2 separate regions of the Mus musculus genome follow, and region 2 is linked to region 1. The links are chromatin contacts, called in public HiChIP or PLAC-seq maps. All regions are on one chromosome and are shown on one strand. Each heading gives the region's core, a stretch centred on a gene start, on an enhancer-like site or on the middle of the called end of the contact. The rest is flanking DNA. Distances are from core to core; before and after follow the strand shown.

The links. HiChIP or PLAC-seq counts read pairs in DNA pulled down with a chosen protein or histone mark.
Region 2: an H3K27ac HiChIP or PLAC-seq map of embryonic stem cells shows a contact between it and region 1, with 6 times the contacts expected there. The contact joins two enhancer-like sites. A contact is called at or near these places in 3 of 39 promoter capture datasets (the C10 cell line, hippocampal neurons and stem cell-derived epiblast-like cells) and 1 of 115 datasets of contacts at active chromatin or transcription factors (embryonic stem cells).

Annotation. Positions count from the first base shown.
Region 1 is chr15:5,151,083-5,153,698 of GRCm38.p6, forward strand. All of the region lies in intron 1 of Prkaa1 (protein kinase, AMP-activated, alpha 1 catalytic subunit), which reads left to right. Among named protein-coding and RNA genes, the nearest start is that of Prkaa1, 8.5 kb to the left of the region's middle. Within about 2 kb of position 1,294, at least 10 of the 459 cell types and tissues checked have an H3K27ac peak or open chromatin away from gene starts, as enhancers often do. A contact at or near this core is called in embryonic stem cells, where this site is marked.
Region 2 is chr15:7,166,112-7,168,727 of GRCm38.p6, forward strand. It overlaps Lifr (LIF receptor alpha), which reads left to right. Exons shown (of 20, transcript NM_001358593.1): 6 at 772-946. Among named protein-coding and RNA genes, the nearest start is that of Lifr, 38 kb to the left of the region's middle. Within about 2 kb of position 1,305, at least 15 of the 459 cell types and tissues checked have an H3K27ac peak or open chromatin away from gene starts, as enhancers often do. A contact at or near this core is called in embryonic stem cells, where this site is marked.

The DNA.
Region 1 (2,616 bases), core at 44-2,543:
AGAAACTCAGTTCCAGTACTTTTAGCTGTGTGACTTTTCCAGCTAATAAGAAGTACTTAGAGCATGGAGAAGGGGCCGTGAAAGCTGACTCGTGATAGGCTGCGCAGGATGCAACTTAACTTCGATAGCAAAATCCCATAGGAGCATCCGCTAGTCATGGGAAGTCCTCTGAGCTGAACAACTCCCAGGGAAGAATCATACAAAGGCATGTTGTGTGTGTTTACTTAAGATGAACATTTGTGTCCCTGTCCTCGTGAATACTGTATTTTTTTTTTTTTTGCATTTTTTAAAAAATTTTTATTAGGTATTTAGCTCATTTACATTTCCAATGCTATACCAAAAGTCCCCCATACCCACCCACACCCACTCCCAAAATTCCTAACTCCATCAGAATAAATGTTATTTGTTTTTTAATTTATTTTTATTTTTATTATATGTAAGTACACTGTAGCTGTCTTCAAACACTCCAGAAGAGGGAGTCAGATCTCATTACAGATGGTTGTGAGCCACCATGTGGTTGCTGGGATTTGAACTTCGGACCTTTGGAAGAGCAGTCGGATGCTCTTACCTACTGAGCCATCTCACCAGGCCCCGAATACTGTATTTTTGAAACCTTGGAAGTATATAATCCAGTATAGAAAGCCTTTTTTATTCAACTCCTGTTTTTAAAGCTTATTTTTAAAATTATGTTTGTGTGTGTTTATATATATGCTTTTGATTGAAGGCGGGTGTGGAGGTCAAAGGTGTTGGAGCCAGCTGAAGCTGGGGTAACAGAGGGTTGTATGCCTCCTGTTGGTGGTGGTCCTGTGGAGGAGAAGTTTGTGTTCTGAACTGCTGAGCCATCTATCTATCACCCTTGAGTCCTATAGCTTGGTCTGGCCTGATCTCCCAATTCTCCTGCCTACTCCTCCAGAGTGCTGGCCAGTGTTTATTTTTTATTTATTTCTATTTTCTTAAAGATTTATTTATTTATTATATGTGAGTACACTGTTGCTGTCTTCAGACACACTAGAAGAGGGCGCCAGATCTCATTGCAGATGGCTGTGAGCCACCATGTGGTTGCTGGGAATTGAACTCAGTCAGTGCTCTTAACTGCTGAGCTGTCTCTCCAGCCCACTGGGCACTTCTTACATCAATAAGCATATCACCTTGCTAGGGCTGCAATAGCAGTACTAAAGGTTGGGGGCTTAAAACTAGAGAAAATTATTCTCGGACAGTCGAAGGTCAGAGGAGGGAAAATGGGAGTCTCAAGGGCTGTGCTCCTTCTGAAGGTCAGTGGCGAATGTGTGCCTTACCTCTTAGCCTCTGTTATTCCTGGTTTCTCCGGGCCTAGCATAACTCCACCCTCTGCTGCTGCCCCCACCGTATGGCTACTCTCCTGTTTCTGCGCTCCTCATAAGAGAGCAAGTCCTTAGATAACTGTGCTCATTCTAGCATCATACCATTTTGAGAGCCTTTTCTAAATTCTATTTTTAAAATTATTTATTTAATGTATATGAGTACACTGTAGCTGTCTTCAGACACACCAGAAGAGGGCATTGGATTCCATTACAGATGGTTGTGAGCCACCATGTGGTTGCCGGGAATTGAAACTCAGGACCTCTGGAAGAGCAGTCAGTGTTCTTAACCACAGAACCATCTTTTCAGCCCCTACTAATTTTAAAGATTTTAAAGAACTGCTTGTAAGTAAGACAACATTCTGAGGTTCCAGGTTGACGTGGTTTTCAGCTCGCCAGACTCCCTCTACTCTTTCATGTTTTGTTATTTATTTGTGGACACAGATCCTGGTGTCAGGTGTTTACCTGTGTTGCTCTCTGTTTTTCAAGGTCCCCCACTGAACCTGAAGCTTACTCACCTTTTCAGCTAGGCTGCTTGGCATTCTGGGATCTGCCTGCCTCTGCCCTCTAGATGCTGAGGTTACAGGCATGGGAACTGAAACGTTGAACTCAGGGTCTCTCACTTTCTTTTTAGGAAGGTCTCTCAAGGTTAAAGTTGTATGCCTTTTCAAAAGATTCTTTAAAGGACTTAGTAAATTGATTGTGTTGACTTTTTTTTTTTTTTTTTTTTTTTTGAGCAAGGTTTTTCTACGCAGATCTGGATGTCCTGGAACTTATTCTATTGAGATCAGATTGACCTTAAACTCAGAGATCGGTTACCTTTAATCCTGAATTCTGAAATTAAAATTGTGTGACATCATGCCCCTTTTCTTGATTTTAGGGTAACTTTTTTTTTTAACATTTATTATCATTATCATTATTTAATGATAATTTTAAATATTTATTCTTCTCTCATATACCCTTCCCTCTTCCCAGCCTGCCCCTCTCCTCCTTAGCACTCCTCTCCCCAGATGTTCTCTTCCCCCAGGGGTTAACTTGTAACTTGATTTGAGAGAATGCTTTAATCAAATGCCAATGTCTCTATAATATCTCTTGAGATTTTTAAATTTCAAAAACTAGAATAAAAAGATTTTGAAATTGATAGGTAGGTTTTCAGCAGGCAAGGCTTATGGTCTAATACAGGAAAAAGATCAAATGAAAGAGTGAAATTTTAGAGTGATTTTTTTTTTTTAAGTATGGAAAATTCAATCTATTTTCAAATTTTCATTATAAGGTATCA
Region 2 (2,616 bases), core at 55-2,554, 2.0 Mb after region 1:
GCATGGATGGCAGAGTGGTAAATTGCTGAGAGATTCTAACTTTACCTATCAGAAGCTTAACCAGCCTGCTCCCGCCCAGAAGATGGCGGCAAGTAGAAGCTTCCTCTCTTACTTCTGGAAGCGTGAGAGGCCAGCGTCGGGAGCAGGGCACAGCGTGCCTTGGGCAGGGTTGCTAGTTTAACTAGATGCAGCTTACACATTGGAAAGTTTTACCGGGGTTTTGAAGGGGATCCTCTGTTCCTTAATTGTGTGGACATAGCTTCATCCATACTGCTGAACCCCGAGTGGCTCATTATAGTCTAATCTGGCATTGTTTGATTTCTTTGACCCCCCTGACCCCCTGTTTCCCATCTGCCCTTGCTCTGTTTTCTTTCTGTCTGCTCCTTCTCTTTGCTTTACTTCTTTAAGATATGGATCCCCTGGTTTTTTTCTCCATGAGAGTATGGAAATCATTTCTATAGCAGTGTATCCTCTTCGTTGTTTTATTGACTGCTTTGATGAGTATCAACCCCTGTAAGGGGATGGAAGGCAATCCCATAGGACCAAATGCTGACAAGGGCACATAGCCAGGTAATGATCGTGTTGGTGTCACTTCCTCGTTACACTGTGTAGAAACAGACCGTTGTACAGTGGTGCGGATCATTTTCCTTTATAGCATTACCCACCCGGTGGCTGATCTAACATGTTCCGTGAGGCCTTTCTGTCCCTTTACCCTGGAGAAAGGCAGGACATTAGCATTATTTGGAAGCATAATTTTGTGTTTGCTTTTAGGTGTTACTCAACACAATGCTGAGTGGTAAAGATACCGTTCAGCACTGGAACTGGACCTCAGACCTGCCCTTGCAATGTGCCACTCACTCGGTGAGCATTCGATGGCACATTGACTCGCCTCATTTCTCCGGTTACAAAGAGTGGAGTGACTGGAGCCCGCTGAAGAACATCTCCTGTAAGCTTACTCTTACAGACCCTTGGTTCACATGGGCTAGATTGCTTAAGAGTAAGGGTTGGTATATGCCCATAGTGTTTTTTTGAATCCAGGTAGCTATCTTCCAAAGTGACCACCCCAGAACTGTGGATTAAAGAAATCTGAGACCCGCTCTAGAAAGCTGGGCTGAAAAATCATGTGTCTATTAAGTACAACTCCTCTAACAGAGAGATGTAAAATTCTGGCAGAGTGAGCAGGGGCCCCCGGGTCATCAGAGTCAGTAAAATGAAGTCCAGAAACCATCCAGTGTTTATTACAGGTGGACAGTCTGTGGAGCAACATCAGATAAGGGGGGCCGGAAGCAGCTGGATAAATAAGGAGACTCTGGGGCAGTTGAGCAAGACACTGTAAATATAACCGAGGACAGCTGAGTTCAGACAGGAAGGGACGGGAGCAGCAGAATCTGAGTTGGGGACCAGGTGCTTGTGTCTCCCAACAGTGTCTGTCCCTTTGGTTGGCTGAGGGGTAGGGGTGAGAGGCTGTCCACAGAGATACAAAAGATAGGAACCAGTTGGTTGGGAAAGGACAGTTTCATCTTTAATACTCTGATCTGTAGGCAGTGAGGTTGAAAAGGTCATTCGGGCATCCAGAGACATGGGCGTAGCTGGGGAATGTCCCTCTGGGAATCACAAAGGTGTATGTGATTGGAAGTGCTTAAATTCTGAAGGCCAGTGTATCTTCGGGAAAGGGAATTGGGACGCACGGAAGCGCTCCTGTCTACAGCACTACTGAAGGAAGGTCTAGCCTGAGGACTAAGAGTGGCCCAGAAAGTTCAGTGTGGTAGAACCCAAGAGAGGAGGGAGTTTGAAGGTGTTTGGATGATAAATCGGAAGGGGCCCTTGGATCAAACATGGGGCCGGTGAGTCCCTTCAGTAGAACGGTGAACTTAGAAGCCAGATGTCAGGGAAGAGTGAGGGATAAAGGGCACCAGAGGTCACTGTGTAAACACCAGCTGTTAGGAGTGGAGCTGGGGTGCGTGACCTTGACCTGCAAGGGCATTGATTAAAGCAGCAGCTGTGAGTTAGAGTGTGGAGGGCTTCCCCACTTGTTTGCTGAAGAACATAGGAGAGTTTCAAAAGAATCAACGTGAAACTTCTGAAATTATCGAGTGATTCTGTGTGCATCTTCTGCATGTGTATATAAACCCTTAAAAATTAACCTGTGACCTTCAACAAACGGCCTGTGATCAGGTTCTGTCCCTGCCTAAGTAAATAAGGCTACAGTTTCACTTTGTATTTGTGTCGTACTCCTTTGAAACCCGAGTGTGGTGCCTTGCACTGGGGGCTGCATTATTTCACAACATCTACAGTTTGCTTTGTAAATGTTGAACTGTTTTAAGCTCTCGAATGTGGTGGTTTATGCCTGTAATCCCAGCATGGAGCAGGGGCAGGAGGATTACTGCGAGCTTTAGGCCAGCCTTGGCTCCATGGTGAAATACAAGCCATTCTGGGTTACAGAATAATGCCTTGTTTCAAGATAACAGAATTGAGGCACTCTGTTGGAAAAGTGCCCTCCACTCAGGCAGTTCTGTGGCCCCAAGATTGATCCCCAGCATCTCCCTCAAAGCTGGGTATCGTAACATCGACAGCCCTAAGTCTCTGAGGGTGGGTAGAGATCAGAGCTTCTACTTC